Linked DNA regions of Sus scrofa: regions 2 and 3 are each linked to region 1. The links are chromatin contacts, called in public HiChIP or PLAC-seq maps. All regions are on one chromosome and are shown on one strand. Each heading gives the region's core, a stretch centred on a gene start, on an enhancer-like site or on the middle of the called end of the contact. The rest is flanking DNA. Distances are from core to core; before and after follow the strand shown. Region 1 holds the start of DDIT4 (DNA-damage-inducible transcript 4). Region 2 holds the start of DNAJC9 (dnaJ homolog subfamily C member 9). Region 3 holds the start of NUDT13 (nucleoside diphosphate-linked moiety X motif 13).

What was found. HiChIP or PLAC-seq counts read pairs in DNA pulled down with a chosen protein or histone mark.
Region 2: a contact with region 1 is called in an H3K27ac HiChIP or PLAC-seq map of skeletal muscle, with 3 times the contacts expected there. The contact joins the promoter of DNAJC9 here to the promoter of DDIT4 in region 1. A contact is called at or near these places in 1 of 5 promoter capture datasets (fetal liver) and 1 of 2 datasets of contacts at active chromatin or transcription factors (skeletal muscle).
Region 3: a contact with region 1 is called in an H3K27ac HiChIP or PLAC-seq map of alveolar macrophages. The contact joins the promoter of NUDT13 here to the promoter of DDIT4 in region 1. A contact is called at or near these places in 2 of 2 datasets of contacts at active chromatin or transcription factors (alveolar macrophages and skeletal muscle).

Annotation. Positions count from the first base shown.
Region 1 is chr14:75,115,908-75,119,316 of Sscrofa11.1, forward strand. DDIT4 (DNA-damage-inducible transcript 4) reads left to right here and starts at 1,801. Exons shown (of 3, transcript NM_001243452.1): 1 at 1,801-1,950; 2 at 2,077-2,339; 3 at 2,623-3,409. The coding sequence starts at 2,138. The coding sequence ends at 3,116.
Region 2 is chr14:76,068,564-76,071,972 of Sscrofa11.1, forward strand. DNAJC9 (dnaJ homolog subfamily C member 9) reads right to left here and starts at 1,738. Exons shown (of 5, transcript XM_003483498.4): 1 at 1,434-1,738; 2 at 1,120-1,260; 3 at 240-494. The coding sequence starts at 1,613. It overlaps MRPS16 (28S ribosomal protein S16, mitochondrial), which reads right to left. Exons shown (of 4, transcript XR_001301010.1): 4 at 2,454-2,714.
Region 3 is chr14:75,916,177-75,919,585 of Sscrofa11.1, forward strand. It overlaps NUDT13 (nucleoside diphosphate-linked moiety X motif 13), which reads left to right and starts at 1,880. Exons shown (of 12, transcript XM_021074324.1): 1 at 1,880-2,242. P4HA1 (prolyl 4-hydroxylase subunit alpha 1) reads right to left here and starts at 2,726. Exons shown (of 15, transcript NM_001097435.1): 1 at 2,646-2,726.

The DNA.
Region 1 (3,409 bases), core at 551-3,050:
TTAATTCCCTGATTTTCAATCCTGAGTGACAGAAAGACACATCCATATAGATCACCCCAACTCTTTTCTTCCCATCTCAGTAAAGGGTGATTTCAAGAGGATATCATGTACTCTCAGCCCTGGAAGCACATCACCTAATTGCCATGATGTGCTGTATTTAAGACTCCCAACAAGTGACTGGAACTTGGAGGATAAAAAGGACGGGCTGGTCTTCAGGCCTTGAAAGCCCAGGTGGCTAAGCGACTATTTTGCAGCAGTCTTTATCTCCTAATCTGAGCCCTCTAATTTATTTTTTTTTAATCCATAAATTCGTCTCCAGAGATGGTTTTCCCATCTGGAAAGTGGGAGTGGGATGCAAGGTTTGAATTCTGGTGCTTTACAGTCTTAAGTCTTGGTTTGCCCAAAAGGCCCACCGGTCAGCCTTTTTTTTTTTTTTTTTTTAATTTTAATGGGGGGGGGGAGTGGCAGTGGCCCGACTACTCCTGTAAGTGTCTTCGGTCACGCGCAAGTCTGCCCCTAGGCGAGGCCTGCCAGTCTGATCTGGTTAGGCTCTGGCCCGCCCCGGGACGGGAGGGAGCATCTGATGTAAGCTGGGTTCTCTCTTCCATCAGAATCCTGTGTCCCAGATTGATGAACCTTTAAATAAATAAAGGTCGAATCCGTCCGAACCTCTTCCCACCGTCAGCAACCTCTGTCACTCTTTGAGCACCGCCGTCGGGCCTGATTTCTTGGGGCCCAGTGTGCATGACGAAATAGGGGATGGCGATTGCACTCCGGGGCTTTTCTGGAGACCTAGCTCCTCGGTCCTGACGCAACTCTCCAGGTCTTTTACACAAAGCGTTTGGTAGAGAGGGGCGCTAGGACCCGGCGGATGCCTGAGGCCTCTAAGCTGCAGCTGGCTGGGGAGGCACTGCTGCACCGCAGTCGGTCGGTAGGGCCGGCGGGTGGGTCAGTGTGTCCGTCTGATGTAGGTCCCAGTTCGCAGCTCCCGGACCAAGCGCCAGGAACTGGGGCCTATCAATATTCCTTCAACCACATTCCCCAAACCCTGTCTTTGAAGGCAGCTGGAGGGTGGGCGCTGACGCGGTTAGGAAACTAGGCTCACATCGGGGGCATGGACACCGCCCCCCCTCATTAATCCATCCTCTGGGTCTGTAGAGTAACGGGCAAGTAGGCAAGTGCGGCCGCCCAGAAAGGGAGCAGAGTGCTCTGAGCTGCTGTTTTGGGGCCCCACCCCCATATCCTGACCCCTGGTAAGGAAGGTTAGTGTGGGGTACTTGCGCGAGAGTGGGCTGGGTTAACGTCTGCTCCCCCGGGCATCCAGCCCTGCTCCTAGTTGTACCCATAGCTCGCAGGCTCCCACAAGCTGAGGGCAACCGTTTTCCTTGCCTGTTGCCCTCTCAAGTTCCCCTGCCTCTTCCCCCGCGCGGCCGCGGCCTAACCCCTCCCCCAGCAATACGACCCTATAATAAACAAGTCTTTCCTTGATCCTCCCCTGCCGCGAGCGCCCTCGGGGACCTTGGCAGCTGCAGCCGCCGCCGCCGCCGCCGCCGCCGCCGCCGCGGATCCCTTCCAGAAAGGGGGCGTGGCCGTGGCTCGGGGGTTCCGCCGAGAGCTTTCTGGGGCTCAACGGAGGCGGGGCCAGGCGGCTGTCACCGGGCAGGAGAGAACGTTGCGAACGTGCGCCCGGAGTCCATTGGCCGAGATGGGCCACACTCCCGGGTCTGGATTGGGCCGTGGCGCGGAAGGGGTGTGGCCTCCCCGCGCTAGTCCTTATAGGTCCCTCGGCGCTGGTGCTAGGGACCGAGGCAGGCCGAGGGGGAGGTGAGGCTGAGGAGAAGGGACAGGTCTGGGCAGAGCTCGGGGGTTGGCACCAGTTCGCGCACCCATTCAAGCGGTCAAGCGGCTGTACGCACTCGTCAGAGCAGTTCTCGCTAACTGCTCTAGCTGGTGAGTGTCCCTTCTGTGTGTGCGCGGATCGATGAGCAGGGAGGCCTCAGCCGCGGGGGTCGTAGCGCTCTGAGTCTGGTCCACCCCTCAGACTGACGCCGGGCCCGTGTCGCTCTTGTCTTACAGCGTCTTCTGCGCTCCAGCACCGGTGAGCTCATCTGCAAACGTCCTGGCGTCCGTCCTCACCATGCCTAACCTTTGGGATCGCTTCTCGTCGTCCTCCTCCTCTTCGTCTTCGTCCTTGTCCCGAACTCCCACCCCAAATCAGCCTCCGCGTTCAGCCTGGGGGTCAGCGGCCCGGGAAGAAGGGCTCGGTCGCTGCGCGAGCCTGGAGAGCTCGGACTGCGAGTCCTTGGACAGCAGCAACAGTGGCTTTGGGCCGGAGGAAGGTAAGCCGCCGCGGGCGAGGGCCGGACGCGACTCGAGGGGCGGGGAAGGTGAGAAAGGACCTCGCTGAAAAGAGTCAAAGCCACCTTGGCTTCGTAGGCCACCAGAATCCAGATCGCAGAGCGGGGACAGGCCAGAGGAGGGGGTTGAAGCATAGGGTATGATGAGTGTGCGGCAGAAACTGAGGCACGGAGGGGCAAGAGGAGTGCTGCTTTCTTAGCGAAACAGCACCTCCTCCTTTTGGAACTGCTCTTACCTTCCTTCCCTATGTGCTTTCCCTTCCAGACTCTGCATACCTGGATGGGGTGTCCCTGCCTGACTTCGAGCTGCTCAGCGACCCTGAGGATGAGCACCTGTGTGCCAGCCTGATGCAGCTGCTGCAGGAGAGCCTGGCCCAGGCGCGGCTGGGCTCGCGGCGCCCCGCGCGCCTGCTGATGCCCGGCCAGCTGGTGAGCCAGGTGGGCAAAGAACTGCTGCGCCTGGCCTATAGTGAGCCGTGCGGCCTGCGGGGGGCGCTGCTGGACGTCTGCGTAGAGCAGGGCAAGAGCTGCCACAGCGTGGGCCAGCTGGCCCTCGACCCCAGCCTTGTGCCCACCTTCCAGCTGACCCTCGTGCTGCGCCTGGACTCACGCCTCTGGCCTAAGATCCAGGGGCTGTTTAGCTCCGCCAACTCTCCCTTCGTCCCCGGCTTCAGCCAGTCCCTGACGCTGAGCACTGGCTTCCGAGTCATCAAGAAGAAGCTGTACAGCTCCGAGCAGCTGCTCATTGAAGAATGTTGAACTTGGGCCTGGGGGCCGACACTGCCCCCATGGCAGAGACAGTTGAACTTTTGGGGTGGACGTTGGCAGGCAGGAGCTGAGGGCCTGTTGCCTGTCGTTAGAAAACTGACAACAGCCACCTGAGGGGAGGAAGGCTGAGCTGGGGGGAACCTACTGTTTCCCTAGAAAGCTCAATGGGGCATGTATGGGTGGCTCCCAGTTGGGGGCACACCCCGCCCCTCTGTACTGTAGCATGAAACAAAGGCTTAGGGGCCAACCAGGCTTCTGGCTGGATGTGTTATGTAGCATGTACC
Region 2 (3,409 bases), core at 488-2,987, 950 kb after region 1:
GCCACACCCATAGCATGGGGAAGTTCCTGGGCCAGAGACTGAACCCAAGCCACAGCAGTGACCTGAGTCACAGCAGTGACAACACAGAGTCCTTAACTGCTAGGCCACCACCAGAGAAGTCCTCAGTGGTCTTAGATATATTTTCTTTTTCTTTTATGTATTTTTATTACTGTAAATATCCTCAAATTCTTTTCGGAAGCAGTCAAGATATAAATAACAAAGAGCATTCAAAATCTTACCCTTCTTTTCCTTGCATTCATTTTTTGCTTCGATTCTTTGACAAAGGCATTATAGGATGGGACCTCTCCAGCATCAATAGCTTGTTGTATAATATTCCTTATTCTGGGTTCTTCTGTGTATTGCACACACAGCACAGACTCCATAATCTGATCCATGTCACCCTTGAAGTCTAGATAGGCCTGTTTAACGTCAGCCAGCTCTTCTTCAGAACCTTTGTATGTCTTTTCAAAAGCTTGAATGTCCTCTAGAGATATCTGAACAAATGAGAGATATATGCTTTAACTTTGAGAATTTTATTTTAAATAAAAGGAACTCTAGTAAAAACTAAATTTAGGTCTTGAAATGCTTCTCCCCAATACACGTTACTTGAGCTGAAACTGTTTTAAGGAACCAAATTTTCTACGCCAAAGATTTTCCAGAGTTCTCTCAGCCCGACCTTTACAACTGCTAAGCTACAGATCAGAAAAATTTAAGTGAAGTTTTCAAAGTTGGGAAGAGACCCAGGAAAATACTCAAAACTTGCATCTAGATATGTAAAATAAAGCACATCTTGTAAAAAAAATTAAATGCCCCCCTTTTACTATAATCATTCTACATCAACAGATGATTAAAGATCCATTTCAGTTAAGTGTGTGTATGTGTATGGTTTCACACATACACATGGTTCAACCTAATAGTTAAATTTGTCTTTCCTCAAGATCAATAGGTTAGATAGGTATCTCCTGAGGAATGCCTGTGGGTATTTATTAATATATCGAAGCCAAATAAAAATTTCCTCATTTTTACACAATACAAAGTGCAAGACCTTAGAGGCATCCAATAAATCTTCGTTGAATGAATGATGGTAACAGTCACAAGGAAATCTCCAGAGTTCTTTACCTTTTTAAAGAGTAATCTCCAATAGGTCTCCCAGTCCCGATCTTGGCTGAGCACATCAGAATCCTCGTCCACAGTTCCCTGCTCATCGTACACTGCCCTCTGATCTTTGTCACTCAGAACGGAATAGACCTTCCCGAGGATCTGCGGGAAAGAGCATCCAGAAGTCACCCCTGCCCCCTCACTGGAACAACACCGCGGAAAAAAAAAAGATTAGAAAACGCCAGGCCGGGTTCCGCTTACTTCACCCGGGCGGCGCTAAGCGGCCAGGAGACGGAAAGAAGCCCGGGCGGCGGGTGGAGCGGGGTCTAGCGTACCTGGAAGCGGCGAGTGGCGTCCTGCTTGTCGCCCTCGCCCACCCGGTCCGGGTGCACCTGCAGGGACACTTTGTGGTAACCACGTCGGACCTCGCCGTCTGAGGCCTCGCGTCGCACGCCCAACACTCGGTATAGGTCGGTGGTTCCGAATACTTCCTCGCACAGCTCCAGAAGTCCCATGGCTGGTAGTGGTGCAGAGCGGGCGGCAGCCTCACTGAAAACAGCAGGTCCCTACAACAGAGCAGAACACTACACCGCTTCCTTTTCCCGCGCAAAACGCCCAGGGCGCCTGCGTCATAAGAGGCGCAGGAAGGGGCGGGGTCTCGACGCCACACTTTACGACGGCTGCAAAATGGGGCGTGGTTAAAGCTGGCGTCAGCCGAGGTAGAGACAGGGTGTGGCTACGGCGTCCCAGATCTCTCTGACCTAGGGGATCTCCTTCTACCCCGCCCTCTCCTCCGCGGCCCGACTCCCCTTATTTTCGAAACTTGGCAGCTATATTCTCAAAATCCCCGCTCAGTTTATGCAGTATAAGGAACGTTCATCATATTAAGCTGAATCTATGCATTGTTGTTTTGGTGGGGTTTTTTCGACCGCCCCGCGGCAAATGGAGTTTCCGAGCCAGGGATCAGATCCCAGCCCCAGTTGTGACCACCTCCACAGCTGCGGCAACATGTGCAACACGTGCAGGGGACAGGTATTGAACCTGCGTCCCAGAACTCCAGAGATGCTGCTGATCCCGTTGCGCCACAGCGGGCAACTCCTGCAATGCTGTTTTTTTGCTTTTTTTCAGTTTAAAAAAAAAAAAAAAGCCTAACATTGGCGTTTGGCAATTTCACATGGTTTAACCTAAAGATTAAATAGATTTGCTCTTTTCCAATGATGATTTGACAAGAGTATATAGAGCTCTAAGGCCCAAATAATTTTGCATCCTACAGGTGGCGGAACTGCTGGGAAGGGACTTTCCCTTGAGTCCTGCAATAAATAAGCCTACATTAAACAAAAAACACAAAATACCAATCTTTTAAAAACTTTTTTAATCTGAGAGTCTAGATTTGACATTTATTACAGAATCATTCCTATTCACCTTAACAGCTCCTCCACTTTGGTGGAGATAATATAATCCAACAATCATCTTAATAAAAACACAAGCTTTGGGGGAGTTCTCTTGTGGTGCAGCAGGTTAAGGATCCAGCCTTGTCACTGCAGCAGCTCATGTCACTGCTCTGGTCCGGGTTCTTTCTCTGGCTTGGTAATTCCATATGCTGCAGGCACGTCCCCCTCCCATCCCCGCAAAAAAAAAAAAAAAGAAAAAAAAAAAAAAGGTCAACTTCAGAAGCAAAGGTTTTCTAAAGCATGTTGGATTTGAGGTAGTAGCAAGATAGGCTGATGCAATCATTTAAAACATGGTGAAAAATCTGGGCCTGGAAATCCAAAGCAAGGCCAGGGTTAGAGAAAACTTTGGAAATCAGGGAGAGGATGAGCCCACACAGGAAGTTGTATATATACGAATCTTTTAAAAAAGACAGACAACAGTAGTCGAGTTGGCAGAAACTCAGTAGCTCAAAGTAATACCCATTTCACATCAGTTCCCCTAACTGATCAATACTTTCCAGAATCACATTTGCCTCTGCTCTACCAATTGAAGTTTCTCTGAAGACCTCAAACCAGGGTAGATTATTATCTAACTTCCAGACTTCTGTGGTTTCCAAAACATTTCTCTTTCCTAGATCCAAGATACAACCCAACTAAAGTCAGTTCCTCTCTGCCTGTCCTGCCTTCAAAGTCTCCTCAAAGCAAGTGGAGGCCAAACAGTGACAACCCTGGCAGAATTTGTGACCCCCAGATTTTGAGGTGGCTGATAACTATTCACAGAATATAAAGCCCAGAGAATAAAATAAGTCGGTACACTGATAGAGCTTGAGAATCTCCTCTATAAATCTTCTATATTTTAATCTTACACAGAATATAATCCT
Region 3 (3,409 bases), core at 630-3,129, 800 kb after region 1:
TCGAAGATGAGGCTTGGATCCCACATTGCTATGGCTGTGCTGCACGCTGGCAGCTGTATCTCCAATTCAACCACTAGCCTGAGAACTTCCATATGCCTCAGGTGTGGCCCTAAAAAGCAAAAAAAAAAAAAAAAAAAAAAAAAAAAAAGAGCTTGAATATATTTGCCCTGTGAAAGATACTTGCCAGTACACAACCCCCTCTGCAGTATTAGAAAAGGTCAACATCTCCTTACCAAAAAGCCAAGATTCGCTTGTAACAGCCTGGACTACCCTGGTAAGATGAATTCTCTCTTTTTTTTTTTTTTTTTTTTTTGCCTCTTACGGTACCACCTGAGGCATATGGAAGTTCCCAGGCTAGGGGTTGAATCAGAGCTGTAGCTGACAGCCTACACCACAGCCACAGCAGCTGGGGATCTGAGCCTTATCCACATCCTACACTATAGCTCACAGCAATGCCGAATTCTTAACCCACTGAGTGAGGCCAGGGATCAAACCTGCATCCTCATGGATACTAGCTGGGCTCATTACAGCTGAGCCGCAACGGGAACTTCCTAATGCTTTATTTTTTTAGTAGAATTTTACACTGTCTAAATTTTTCTGCAGTAATTAAGTGTTGCATATTTTTTTCAATCTGTTTTTTGGCCACGCCCATGATATGTGGAAGTTCCCGGGCCAGGGACTGAACCCATGCCACAGCAGCAACCTTAGCCACTGCAGTGATAACACTGGATTCTTAACCTGCTGCACTGAAAGGGAATGCCTTTCATCTGTTTTTTTCACTACATGTTTCCAAGATACAAAATGGTCAACACCATTATCTGCCTACCAAAGTCCCTGGCTTTCAGTACCTCAAAATACAACTCATTTAAAGACATCAAATAGCATTATTCACCTAAAGACACAAAGCAGTCCTTTCCCTAGTAACTAAGTTCAATCTCAAAGAAGCATTTGGCATCAGCTATCAGCTACCAAGGGACTGAAGGCATAATGTTCCAAAACCAAAACTGACATGACTTTTAAAGGTAAGTGACAAAACCTACACTTCTCACAGAAAGAAAAGGTAAAATGTGAAGTTCACAGTTAAGATTTAGAAATTATATTCACAGGCTAAAAGTCAAAGTTAAACAAAAATCACTGAATGTCTACTCAAATTTTAAATCAAGGCAAAACATACTCAAGGTTATTGACTTTCAGCTAAAATATTTCCTGCCTAAGGTATCCATTTTTTTCATAGATACTTGATGAGAAAAATCCCTTTAAAATGTTTTATATATTAGATTCCAATGTTCCAGCTACAAGGACAGTATATTTCTTATTATTTTAGATAAAGACTAGCCTCATTCATAAGCTACATCTAAATCTAAAAGGGGAAATACTTTCTTCCCAAAACCTGTATCAAAAAAAAAAGAGCCTAAAGTTGATGAAAGAACACTGCTGCCACGTCTTTCCCTTCCCCCACTCAGAAGTGACTATTTCATCCCTTCAGAGTGCATTCCAAGGGAAAGTCCAAGAGCCACAGCTCTTAGAGAAACAAGAAACAGTTAAGTTGAAACTGGCAAGCCTCGTTGGCCTTTTAGATCAATTCCTAAAAGGAAATCTAGGTTCTTCGTCCCTTAAAGCAAACAGTGCAAAATTCCAAGAATCTTCTCCACTCTGTCGGAACGCCAAAGACGTTAGTGTCTAAAAACTGAACTGTATTTAATACATTCGATGACTGAGGAGAAATAGTCTCATACTTATGATACCACTCTTCCTCCCCCTTAAAACATACATCTGGGGGCCATTCGCTTAACTCAAAGTTCTCGCACAAACACAGAATTCGATTTCCTGATGGACTTTTAAAAGCATCAGATTCTGCTGTGAAAGAGCAGAGGGGGGTGGGGAGGGAGAGAAGCTCATGTACCTTTAAAATTTTTATGTGGCAGAAGGAAGGAAGAAGACTAGCTTCCCGGTTGACTGAGAATCTGACAGCCGACTTCCCTACCCAGCCGCCCGAAACTCGCCGCCCGGGGCTACGTCTAACTGCTCGGGCTGCACCGCTGCGCGCAACAGATGAGCCTGAACTTCCCCGGGTATGTCCGCTTCCTAGACCCGACAACTCTTCCGCGGGGTAAAAACGCCCGAGTGCTTCGGCGTGAGCTCTAAGCTTTAAAATCAGTTCTCCACTGCCACATGCTAACCATCTGCTGATTTGGAGGCCGAAAACCGTCGCGTACCCGTCAGCTTTGCAAGCGAGGACCAGGTAAGAGTGGAGCTCGGGAAAATCAACAGGGTTACCCCTCCTCGGGAAGGAATATTCAAGAAAGTACTGGTTCCCGGGGCGGAGACAGAGGCTGCCGCAGCCCCAACAGTCGGGGACGCCAATCTGGGAGGAGGTGGGAAGGGGAGCACCGAGGAGGGCGGAAGGGCCTCTGGGACAACCAGGAGGCGCGGGGCGCTGGACCTGGGGAAGGTACAGAGGAGAAGGTACTGCGGTAGTAAACCAGGGAACCCCTGCCCCCGAGCCATCCCACCAGAGAGGGCAGGGACCAGACCCCCCAGAGCCATCCGAGAAGGGCCGCGGCTGCCCAAGAACTTCAGCCTCAGTAGCCAACGACTACCCAAGGACTTCATCCTCATTCTCCAAGGTCGGAGAAGCGTCTCACCTGAGAAGTGGCAGGGGAGGGCTGCGCGTTCTCCAGTCCTCGACCGCCTTCAGTCAAGCCGGCTCCCTTCTCTAAGCCCGCTGGTGGCTTGACTGGGCAGCAGAGGGAGCCAGTTAGCCCTTTTATAACCTCTAGGCCGCGACGGCAGCGCTAGGGAGGAGGCAACTGCAACCCTCGCTACGTGAGCTCGATCACACCAGCGCCCAGGCGTTTGCGCAGGCGCCCAGCCCAGGCCCTCGCCCCCACCCTTTGCCCACGTCCCACGCCCCAGACTCCCCACCAGCTGGTGAAGTCCGGAGCCGAGGGGAGGGGCCGGCGGGCGGGCGTGTGGTGTAGCGCGCCTGCGCAGGGTCCTCGCCACGCCCTTGTTACCGTGGTTACTCCGGATTTGCCCCACTCCTTTCAACAGGTTGTTTAGCGCCTGGGTTACGCCATCAGCCTCAGGCTGGGACGTCGGAACTCCCAGCAGGGAACTATATTAAATATAAGAATAAGAACATGGGAGTAGAAAATAAGGCAGAAAAGAAGAATCGGGTGGAAAATAACACCGTACCTCATGTCTTGGTATCTCAGCTGTCTTGGTCCTGAGGCTTTTTACTTTACGAACCTCCTTCCTTCACCTACACTCATATGTACCTCGCTCTATCGCTTATCTTTATACTTTATCACTAGATAGTGCACTGCACGCTCTGGAAATTTTCTGGGTTCACTTCCCAGCTCAGTCTCGTAAAACTCTGGGCATTAACTTCTCTGTATCTCAGCTT